Linked DNA regions of Arachis hypogaea: region 1 is linked to region 2. A link is a contact called in public Hi-C data. All regions are on one chromosome and are shown on one strand. The core of a region is the stretch at or near the end of the contact, and the rest is flanking DNA. Distances in the headings are between cores, read along the strand shown. Region 1 overlaps LOC112697381 (E3 ubiquitin-protein ligase BRE1-like 1). Region 2 holds the start of LOC112697377 (RGS1-HXK1-interacting protein 1).

Evidence for each region. A called contact is a pair of places that touch in the nucleus more often than the background predicts.
Region 1: a contact with region 2 is called in a Hi-C map of leaf, with 2.5 times the contacts expected there. The contact joins the enhancer-like site here to the promoter of LOC112697377 in region 2. A contact is called at or near these places in 4 of 8 Hi-C or Micro-C datasets (leaf and an unstated tissue).

Annotation. Positions count from the first base shown.
Region 1 is chr6:106,419,897-106,425,284 of arahy.Tifrunner.gnm2.J5K5, forward strand. It overlaps LOC112697381 (E3 ubiquitin-protein ligase BRE1-like 1), which reads right to left. Exons shown (of 19, transcript XR_011862628.1): 17 at 5,194-5,388; 18 at 4,924-5,089; 19 at 3,637-4,400. It also overlaps the pseudogene LOC112805877. Among protein-coding and RNA genes, the nearest start is that of LOC112697381, 20 kb to the right of the region's middle. Within about 2 kb of position 2,960, at least 2 of the 3 cell types and tissues checked have open chromatin away from gene starts, as enhancers often do.
Region 2 is chr6:106,245,792-106,251,850 of arahy.Tifrunner.gnm2.J5K5, forward strand. It overlaps LOC112697377 (RGS1-HXK1-interacting protein 1), which reads left to right and starts at 2,448. Exons shown (of 9, transcript XM_025750518.3): 1 at 2,448-2,831; 2 at 3,362-3,428; 3 at 3,529-3,606; 4 at 5,089-5,141; 5 at 5,647-5,730. The coding sequence starts at 2,601. It overlaps LOC112697376, which reads left to right. Exons shown (of 16, transcript XM_025750517.3): 15 at 147-531; 16 at 626-1,858. The coding sequence ends at 1,672.

The DNA.
Region 1 (5,388 bases), core at 1,710-4,209, 170 kb after region 2:
CAAATCCTAATCACACACTTCGTTAAACAAATTTAACCACTGAGTTAACCTAAACCCTAACAAAATGCTAAAGTCACAAATTAATATGTAAAAAGAAAATAACCATACCAACAATAAATCTGATGATAGTGGCTGCAGGGTCTCTTTAATGTGGTAGTGACAGAGATGGCAGTCATGACGGCGTGAACGATAGCCATGGTGGAGGATGCAGCGGGGAGAGCAACAACAGCAGAATCGATGAGATGTGCAACGGTTGCTTCAATGGGTATTTCAAGGGGCAGCAATGACGACGACGAGCTCCCGGCGGTGGCGACAGTGACGATTCGATGGTGATGGAGAGAGAAGACGAGAAGAGAGAGAGGGAGAAGAGAGTGAAAGCATTAAGACAAGTGAAGGGGAAGGGTTTTGTGTTTGAATTTTAACCCAATTTTACCATCGGATTTTTTCGACGGTAAATCACCAAAACAACGCATTTCTTTAAATCGTTATACCGGCGGAATATCCGACTGTAACATTGGCGCTGTTGAGTTATATTTTCACACCAATAATTACCATCGGGTTTAGCAACGAAAAATCTCTTCCAACGGTAACCTTTTATGGCGACGAATTTCTCCTCCTTTTCGTTGAAAATTTCGACAGTAAATCTGCCGATACAAGTCGATGCTAAATCCGACGGTAATTCTAAAGGTACTCAACATTTTTCTTGTAGTGACATAAAAAATGCGAGTGTACAAAAATCTAACACGAAATCATATGTATTTTTACAAATAAACTACCATTTGTACCTATGAACTTTGTGAACGCTGACAAAAGTACCCATCAAATAAAAAAAAACTAACGTTGTACCCATATTATGGGTTTCGTGTGACAAAAATACCAAAATCCTAATTTTTGTTGAATTTTTAATAAAATTTCTAAATTACCCCTACCTATTATCTTCTCCCCCAAATTTCAAACTTTCACAACAACCCTCACCACCACCACCACCTTCCTTACTACTACCTCCCCTCCCCTCTCCACAAAATCTCATTTTCTTGTGGTCGGTTACGCACTCTGCTCCAATCTCTCCACCATCATCAACATGCTATCACCCAATTCAACTATCCCAACCTCTTAACCGCACTCCAGTACCTCACTTCCGCTCTCGGCATCTACCTTCTCGACAAATTAGGGTTCCTCCACCACGACCCCTTCACTGTCGACACCGCCAAGCGCTTCTTTTCCGCTACACTCGTCTTCTTCCTCTCGTCATCTTCACCAACACCAACCTCCTCCACCGCGTCGATGTCAACACCTTCATCGTCTTCCAATCTCTCACACCTCTCTTCGTCGCCCTTGTAGATACCGTCTTCTACCACTTGCCTTGCCCCTCCAAGTTCACATTTTTCTCCCGCGTTGTTATCCTCGCTGGCGCCGAGGTATGTTGCCATTGATTCCGCTTTTACCTTTACTATTTATTCTTAGGTTTTTACTTATCTTGTCATAATCACTACTGAGATGGTTTACGTCAAGCACATGATCATGAATCTAGGATTGAACTCTTGGAGTTTTGTTTTGTACAACAATTTATTCTCTTTCATGATTGCGCCCTTGTTCTGATTCTTTACCAGTGAGAATCTTGAGATTTTTAATGATTTGAGATCTGATTTTGGATTTTTGTTTGATCCCAGTGCTCTTATAATTCTAATTTGTTACTTATAGATCAGCTCACAACTACTGAGAGAAAACCTCCACAAAATAGGAATGATGGTGTTAAGGGGAGATGATGGTGGTGCTGGTGGTGTTGATGGTGAGTGGTGGCAGTGGAGAGGGAAAGGGGAGACGGTGGTAATAATCAGAAAAAGTGTTGGTGGGAAGAGGGTTGTGAAAGTTTGAAATTTAGGGAAGAAGATGGTAGGAGTAATTTAAAAATTTTATTAAAAAGTCAACAAAAAATTAAGGTTTGAGTATTTTTCTAATATGAAACCCATTTTTTTAGTACAATATTAGTTTCTTTATTTGATGGATATTTTTATCAATATTCATAAAATTTATAAGTACAGATAATAGTTTATTCTATTTTTATATATACACACACCTGTTGTGTTCTATACATTTTAAATATAAATCCCCTAATACGAACATATATTTTATGCCAAATTGCCAATAATTGTTTTGATAGTTTTTTTTCCCTCATACATAGCATGGTTGGAAACTACATCATTAAATAAAAAGAAGTGAAAGCTGATATTGTGCAAAAAAAATAAAAATCTTCATTATGCATTCATTCAAACAGAAATTTCATCACCCTTTTATATCATATTAATTTTTTACTTTTTATTTTAAAAATTCTTTATTTACTAATTCATTTAAAAAAAGAAAATAATTTTTGCTTATTATTTCATAATTTTATTGGCAATCTAACTTCACAAGTTCGGATTGTGAAATTAAGATAGAAACCAATTTCACGGTCACTATGAAAAATTGGTCATGACATTAATCAAACACATTAACACAATTTTCGCATTCGCTGCATGTCTTGGAAAGAAAGGCGTTAACGAAATTTCGCAGTCAGAAAAAGTGAAATAGAACAATATAAGGTGTCCCAATTTTGCGCGTAGTAACTGTGAAATAGCAAGAGATCAAGGAAAAAAAATGACTGTCCTACAAATACTAAATCCTAATTTCTAAATAATTCATTCGTTAATTCTAATGTATTCTCAAGCTCAAATTCTAGTGAACATATAGTCGTGTTTATCCAAATAAAACTATTATATGTAAAGATGATAGTGCATGTCTTGTATGCAATTATTCCATTATTATGCTTACTTGGTGGTTGTAATCTTTGATAAAGCTTAAAAGTTTTATTCTAATGTATATCGAAATAATTGGAATTAAACACACAAGTAGAATATCAATTTCTTCCATTGGATGACAGCTAGTGTCCGATATAAAAGAGCGTGATATCCAACAAGTAATAGAGCTTTATATTATTAAGTTTGTGGATATGGATGGTACTTCATCATTATCATGTTCAGTTCCACCAAGTTTTACCGTTGGGCCCATTTGTAGGACCAAAGAGTTCATTCCTTAAAATCCTAGCAAAACTCGTATGTTTCTAGAATTTCAAGAGACTCCAAGTAAGGCAAAGAGCGAGTCTAAACTATCTTCGATAATGACAGCACAAGGACACAAAGTTCAACCTAACCCAGCTTTATTCCTTCATCACGAATTATCTTACCACCACTGTCGCCACTCCCTAACCATTTTCAAGTTCCAAATACTACTCGATATTCGACCTTAATGCTCTCTATGCAAGAGAACCCGATGCCTTTTGGGCCAGGAGTCCTCAGGTCATCGGTGTTCTTCTTAGTCTCGAGCTAAGCCAAGAAGAAAAATTTTAGGGTGATTTTTTTATCTGCAACACATTGAATTCCTGTTAAATCAGTAATGAAGGCCGAAACCATAATAACTAAATACATGGTTTTTCACCATGAAAAAAAATACGAAGAAACAATTAACCAGAACGGACTCGATGTACCCGTGAGCACCAAGTTCACATCCAAACATTCTGTTTTTGGATATACATATCAAGTGACGCCCCCACAGAGACCATTGCTCCAATTGGCAGAACCGAAGCTTCAACAATACAACACATAAGAAACAAGACTCTATACAATTTATAGAATCAAGTTATGATAACTATACAGACCGAGCAAAAATCGTTTGGCATAGCATTACCCATTACAAGGATTACAGGCTATCAAAAAGGGAATTGAACGACAAATTATACAATCAAATCAAACGTATATACAAAAGCATCCCAAGACAAAATTTGTGTTTCTAGCAATCAAACTACAGATGTCAGAATATCTTCTCTCTAGAGTCAACTTCCAAGGCAATTTGCCATGTTTCAGGAATACAACAGTTCGAATTATTAATCGCACAGCGAAGGCCAACCTTGATGACCTCTCCAAATCGCATCGGAAGATGTATTATGATAAATCTGCATGGAACAATTATCACTTTTCCTATGGCTCCAAGTTCTTTATACTAAACTCTAAATCTAAATATTCCAGATTCAACAAAGTACAGATGGTACCAAGAAAAAGTACCAGCAAAAAGAATCCGTTTTGATCTAAATCAAAACCGGACAGGAACTCAGTATTCCCTGCCAAAGTTCCTTATCAACTGTTGAGTATTCATACCCCATTTCTTTTTTACCAGAAAATTCAAAAGAAAACTATGGTCTGGCCGCCAACCCACAGGAGAGAACTCCAAGTTTCCAGTCACAAGTAAACAGGCTTAACATCATTAGCCCCAAAGCTTGTGCTACACTGTGGACATTTGCGGTGTCGACTCCCAGATACTTTCTGGATACATGTACCGCAAAACAAGTGGTAGCATTTTGTAATTACCACCTGACAAAAAAAAAAGGAAAAAGAAAGACAAGTTTAGTAAAACACAAACCAAAATACAAAAAACTAATGTGTATTCAATAATTACTAGAGGAAATTCTAGTGTTTTTTAACTCCAAGAGTTCATATAATTCTCCCCTCTTCCTTTTGTAGCTAACTACTAACAATTTACCCCACATAATATCCCACCTTGTCCTTAAGGTCACATGTACCTACTATTAGTGGGCTGCTAATAAATTTTAGCAGCTGCTATCGTTTTCATGTCCATGTTGTACACATTAAATAACCCATTGACATCCCAAAAATCCTAAAACCTTTGTTCCTTTCAACATAGATAGACAAAAATTATTTAAATACTCTCGTACAAAATAAAGCTCCCATCCTCGAATATAAAGCCAAGGAGCGTCAAAGATGACTTCAAGTATTTACCAGCTATAATAGGAGACTATTCTATCCAGCATGTTTACAAATTTTACCCAACATAATAGCTCACAATCCATTCAGAAAGAGGAAGAAAATCATGTACCTCTTTTGTTCGGTCTTGGCAGATACTGCATTTAACAATTTCCCGGTACTCTGCCAGTTCCTCTTGGAGTCTTTCAATCACCGAGCATCCTTCATTCTGTGCTTTAAGGCGCGAAAGCTTTCTCCTAGAAACCTCCAGCTCCTCCTCTATTCTTTTCTTGGAAAATCTAGAACAAGAATGAAATGGTGTATAGAAAGAGAAATTAATTAAAGCATTCCAATCAATCTGTCTAAAGCATACAAATACCGAAATATTTACATTATGAAATACCTTTCTTTCTCAAGTTCAACATGTAACTCCATACAAGTAACTCGACTACTACCAGATTTAGATTGCACCTCTGTAACTGTATCCTTAACCTGTTGAGATGATCTTCTAACATCCAACAGCCTTCTATGAGTGTTTTCCAAAGTGACAGAACTTTGCATCTTATCCTCTATTAGTCTTTGAATTTGATCTGAACAA
Region 2 (6,059 bases), core at 1,198-3,697:
TTTTTGGAGATTGATCTCAATGGTAGATGATGAAAACTTAAAAATATAGAATATTACTTTTGTTTGATGCATTATGTAATTAAAGGTATGATTGTTATAATAAAAATTGTGCAATATTTTGGTATTGTTTTATTGTATAAATATAGCGTGCCTTTGGAGGAAGAGGAACATAGCATCCCTCCGGAAGTGACACATAGAAGAGCTACTCAAGAGAATCAGCCCATTCCAGACAATGATAAATGGGATGATTTCACAATAGGAGTTTTCTTGGAAGTATGTGTTCAGGAAATAGCTGCTGGGAATAGGCCTCATGATGACTTTAACAAAGAGGGATGGAACAATGTGGTTGCCAAGTTTAATGGAAAAACTGGTCAAAATTATGATCATAGGCAATTGAAAAAGGAACTGGACAATCTAAAAAATGATTTTACTTTATGGACAAAGCTTGTTGAAAATCAAACTGGTTTAGGATGGGATCCTATTAAAAAAACTGTCAAAGCACCTCCCAAATTTTGGGAATCCAGAAAAAAGGTACATTTTTTATGCTATTGCTTTTAATTTAGTAATTTTAGTTGTTACTTTTCTATTATCTATTTACGTATTCTTGATCTCCTTTGGATTTTAGGAGAACCCTGCATTTCTAAAGTTTGAGCATCAAGGTCCTCCACACTTAGATAAGTTGGAGGCTTGCTTTGAAGATGCTAAAGGTACAAGTTATGTAGCTATATATGCAGATCCATCACCAAATGGGGTGGGGTTTTATGGTGAAGAGAATGAGGATAATCTTGAATTAAGGGCTTCCAATGAGGATGATGGGGACAGTGGTGATGATGTTGCTATTGAAGAAACTCATCATACACAGAATGTGCAGCATAGGGAATATAATGAGAATAATCCTGAATTAAGGGCCTCTGAGGAGGGTTTCAGTGATGTTGTTGATGTTGCTATTGAAGAAACTCATCATCATATGCATAATGTAGAGCCTAGGAAAGAGAATGAGAATAATCCCGAACTAAGGGCTTCCGATGAGGGTGTCAGTAGCGCTGATGTTCCCATTAGGGAAGAGAATGAGATTAATCCTGAATTAAGGGCTTTTGATGAGGGTGTCTCCGGCAGTGATGTTGCTATTGACAAAACTCATGATACGCATAATGTAGAACTTAGTGAAGAGAATGAGGATAATCCGGAATTAAGGGCTTCCCATGAAGGGGATGGTGATGTTGTTGGCATTGCTAATGTGGAGCCTCTTGGAGAGAATGAGGATAACCTTGAATTAAGGGCTTCTGATGAGGGTGTTGGGGATGGTGATGGTGTTGCTAATAAAGAAACTTATCATTCACATAATGCAGAGCCTGGTCCTTCAAATAGTGTTCCGAAGAAAAGGAAGAGACTGAGGAAAGCTAAGAAGCATTCTGGTAAAGCAGTTAAGGCAAAAGCAAATAATACTGCCACTGGTTTTGAATGTAATTTGGATTTGGATAGCTGTCTGACGTTACTTGGTAGTGTGCCTGGTCTCGAGAAAGGAAGTACTTTGTACTTCATTGCCTGCAGAGTTCTTACAAAGATTGTTAACAGGCAAACTTTTGTGCATTTGATGCGAGATGATCCTAAGTTGGCATTTGGTTGGCTCAACACTTTTACATTGGAGGACCTAAAGAATTTGACTGGCTGAACACAATGCCTTTTCTAGTTAGGATTTAAGGCTATGTATGTTTTGTTTGCTATTAGTGGTGTATTGACTTTGAGTTGGGCCATTGAAACTTCGATGGTTAACTTGGTAACGGTTTATTTTGTGATCGATTATGAGTGGTTTAGTTATTGTCAAAAATTGTGTTTATGAAACTCAGTTTATACTTTATATCCTCACTCTATGATATAACTAGTTGTGCATGATAGCTTAAATGCATAAATTTCTGACTTCGAAATAGACAAAAGACGTGGAAGCTTTGGAAGATGTATTGTAGAATCAACCTCAACCTATTTAGGTGATCAGGGTGCATGGTCATAAATCGTAGTAATCTATTACTATTTATATAAAAAATATAGACTCAAAGTCTTGCCACGTGAAAAAAGGAGCTGAGAATTTACCACATAAATTGTGATATACTTTTACGATATATATAGTTATATACAAACTTAAATAACATGATTTATATAATATTAAAATATGACATGTATAACTAGTTTTGATTTAGAAAATTCTAGTAATTTGATTATTTTATTTTATTTACATAAAAAGGTCTATTATAAAATGTGATTTGATTGTAAACATTAAAGAAGTAAGAATTTATATATTGTGGTTTTATATGAAGTTGATTATTAATAATTATTAGATAATATTAATAATTTAATTAAATATTTAAATTATTAATTTTATGTAAATGACAACTGTATTCGAATAAAATTTTTTGTAAATTATATATTCTCAACACAAAATGAAAAATAAGAAAAAAAAAGGGTGAAAATTGAAGACATGAAAAGTGAATGGATGGCTGAGCTTAGAATCCACAGGTCAATATTTGAAGAACGTAAATAGAAGAGGGGGGAAATGAGACAGTGGTCAGAGGGACACAAACGCAAGGAACAAAGATTCACTGCAAATGGCGACACCTCAGGAATCATCCAAAACCGACGCACCACCCCCTTCGCCTGGCACAAGTGGCTCCCTTCCCGCTTTCAATGAAACGACGCCGTTCGTCGACTACGTTGTTGGCCAAGCCCAGCTCTACCATGCCGCTCTCAACGACGCCATCGATTCTGCCATCGACGCTTCAAACTCCCGTTTCTCTCAAATCCGCTCAACTTCTTCCGCTCATTTTCAACAAACCTTGGTGAAAAATTATCTCCTCCATCCCCCTCTTTCGTTGGTTTACCAGATTATTTTATTTTCTTTGAAATTCAGGGGAAGATAGTGCATGACTGTGAAACAGTGGGAAATTTATTTTGTCACAACCGAATTCGATTTCACATGACACCTTCTGTTGGAATTATTATTATTATTATTATTATTATTATTATTATTATTATTATGGGTGAAACCATAGGAATGCTCCAATTGAAAGCAATCCTATTCAGGATTTGAGATCTTATAGGAGGCATAACTTTCCCGACACTGGTTTTTGCATACCGTGATAACCCTAGAGCACTGATTAAGGGAAATGAGTATCTGCCACTTCAACCGATCAAGTGTTGGTGTTGTGTTAGTTTGCTCGTTCGTTTAGTGTAGTTAGCTCTTCTGACAATGTGATGAATTTTTGTAGTTTGTAAATAATTGAACATTTGAACTAGGTCAGATATTTGTCTTAGTTTTATTCTGATGAAACTGATATCTTTTTGAATTTCTGTTGAATGTGGATTGTAGCTTGCTTTGGATGATGTCAAGGCTCAGTACAATGCTTATGAGGATCTTATGTTCGGAAAGATTAAAGGTTTGGAATTTTAGTTATGCACTGAGATTAGGCTTTTTTTGGTTTCCATTATGATAAGTTTCTAAATTTTACGCTTTTATTTGTTAATCTTCCATTGCAGAGGGTGTTCTTGTTGCTGCTTCACATCCAATGATTACATGTGGGACCACTGCTGTCTTGGGAGTTTTGGCATTTAAAAGTAAGATTCTGTGCTTGTTTTAATGAATGTGGTCTATTTTAGAGATTAGTTTTTTTGTACAAGCACTGGCATTAACACCTCATCGCCTATTTCATTTTCATACTTTAGAAGTTAAATTACAAAAATACTAAATGGTATGAACAACAATTCACAATATGAGATAGAAATTGACAAAAGGAATTGCTTATTTTGCGTTTTGGCTTGTTTCTATGTTTGGGCTGGCAGCAGTGTCCCTCTCTCACAACTTTGTATATGATCCTTTATTGGTTGATTATAACCTGCTTTATGACACAAGCCTGAAATGGTTTTTATAACTTATATTGCTGCTGATGTACTTATATTAAGATATTACTGTTAATTTTTAAAACCACAATCTTTTTCTTCTGGAATGGCGAGATGATCCTCCAATTGATTACCAACAACCAGTGTGTTGGTTGGCTGTTGCGGTTGAGAAACTGGAAGTTTCTTCAACCCTTATTTGCTTTGAGGATATGGTGGAGTAGCAAAGGTGGCCTCGAGAAGAGGCATGGGGAGGAAATAGTGTAACACCTTGGTGTCAAGAGTAATCAAGAATGAGCAAAATAGTAGAAGGGCATGCTATCACCCAATTTCCCAATGTGTTTGTATTATTTACCAAAAGAAAAAGTAATGAAGAAAAATAAAAATGGCAGACATTCCAGAGCCTGCTTTCTCAATTTTGGTTATTCCTCACCATCCAAAATGCCTAACCTCACTCTCAAAACCCTCCGCATATGCTAACTCTCCTCTCTCTCCTCTAACTGAATCCTCCTCAATTCTCACTCCCATAATAGAATTGCCAGACTGCAACTATGTTATAGCCACTGGTCCCACCTCACGCTTTTTCTCTTCTCATGGATATTTAAAGTATGCCATGGAAATCAGTAATGTGTTAAATTGTAATGGGATGTCAATGCAAATTTATCTTTCGCTATTAGTGCATAGAAGTTGATCTCTTCATTTCAATTTTTAAATGTTTTATTTGATATTTTATTCATCATATAGCATGTAATGTATACCTATATATATAAAGAAAATTGGAGTACTTGGTTTGGTCTCTTTGGTCTCCCACTCATATGCTTTGGTCTCTCTTATTTGGTCTTCTTCTTAAGAAGAAACAATTATTTCTTCTAGGATTTGATCTCAAGACCATTGGTTACGAGACTAAAGAACTTACCATCTTTAGTAATTTCACATTAATTATTTTTAAACCATAACTAAAAAAAGGTGGATTAATCCACTAGTGGTCATAATATAAGTTATACAGTTTATTGGTCTAAGATTATGGCCGACACATAAATCTTTGTTTCTTTGTTGAAGGATTAAGTTGTTGGTGTTATATGTATATCAGTTTCACTGCTGCATGTTTTTTTGGAGGCAATGCTATTGAATTTGTTCTATATTACTCAAAATGTTAGTCGATTAGGGGGAGTAATATTGTCTTAAAATTTGTTTGCCTTGTAGGGCCTCGACGATTCTTGTATTACAACACTTTGCGTCTTTTTGTCAGTGAAGAGGTTAGTATTTATCTGATTATAATTGATGAAGAGGATAAAAGTTGTAGGATTTTGAGTTCAATTTATATTTAATTATATACATGTAACCACAAGGATATTAACCGTTTTTTCTGCATATCTTATATTCTGTTAGAACCTTGTAAATACAAGATCAAATTTGTTGTCTTGTGATATGGAATCAAGGACAGAATACTACCATTCTAAGCACAAAAGTGGAGTAGAGGGGATTGAGGAAAATAGTTCAATTGGAATTTCCTTTATATAAGTTTTTTCTTTTCTTGAGTTGGATACCATTTAGGTAGAATAATAGAGAATTAGAAATTCAATATACAAATGCACAGCCTTAGAATATCACTATTAAAAGCAATCTCTTAGTTGAAATGTGCTTCAAACATTTATTGACTAGTCACCAACTATTTTATAAAACATTGTTGGAATTGTGAAGTTCATGAAATGTTTCATAACAATTAGCTGAATTAATGTTGGTGCTTGTTTGTGTATCCAGGCTTTGATTTCCAGAGCTAGTGCTCAATTGAAAGAATTGCGCCAATCAATTGATCTTCTAAAGGCTGAAGGAGAAAAGTTGGAGGTAAAAATGCTTCATATCAGTTATAATTGAGTAACTTTAAGCATCTTTTGCATTACATGTTGTGATATCTTGTGCTTCTATATGTATTAGATCTTTTTGGCTTCCTTTGTAATGTTTCTAATTATGCCCCTGCCTCTGAAAGACTAAAACATGTTGAGCTAAGGCTAGCGTTTGAAAGGGCAAATGGTTAAATAGAGCATTAAAGAATATTGGGGATCAATATTTGTAACCAACTCTCTTGAGTTGGCATGGGAAATGAGGTGGCTAGATCTATATAAGATGTGAGAGAGTGCTGAAGGGGGGTATCTCAGAAAATTGGAAAATAGAAA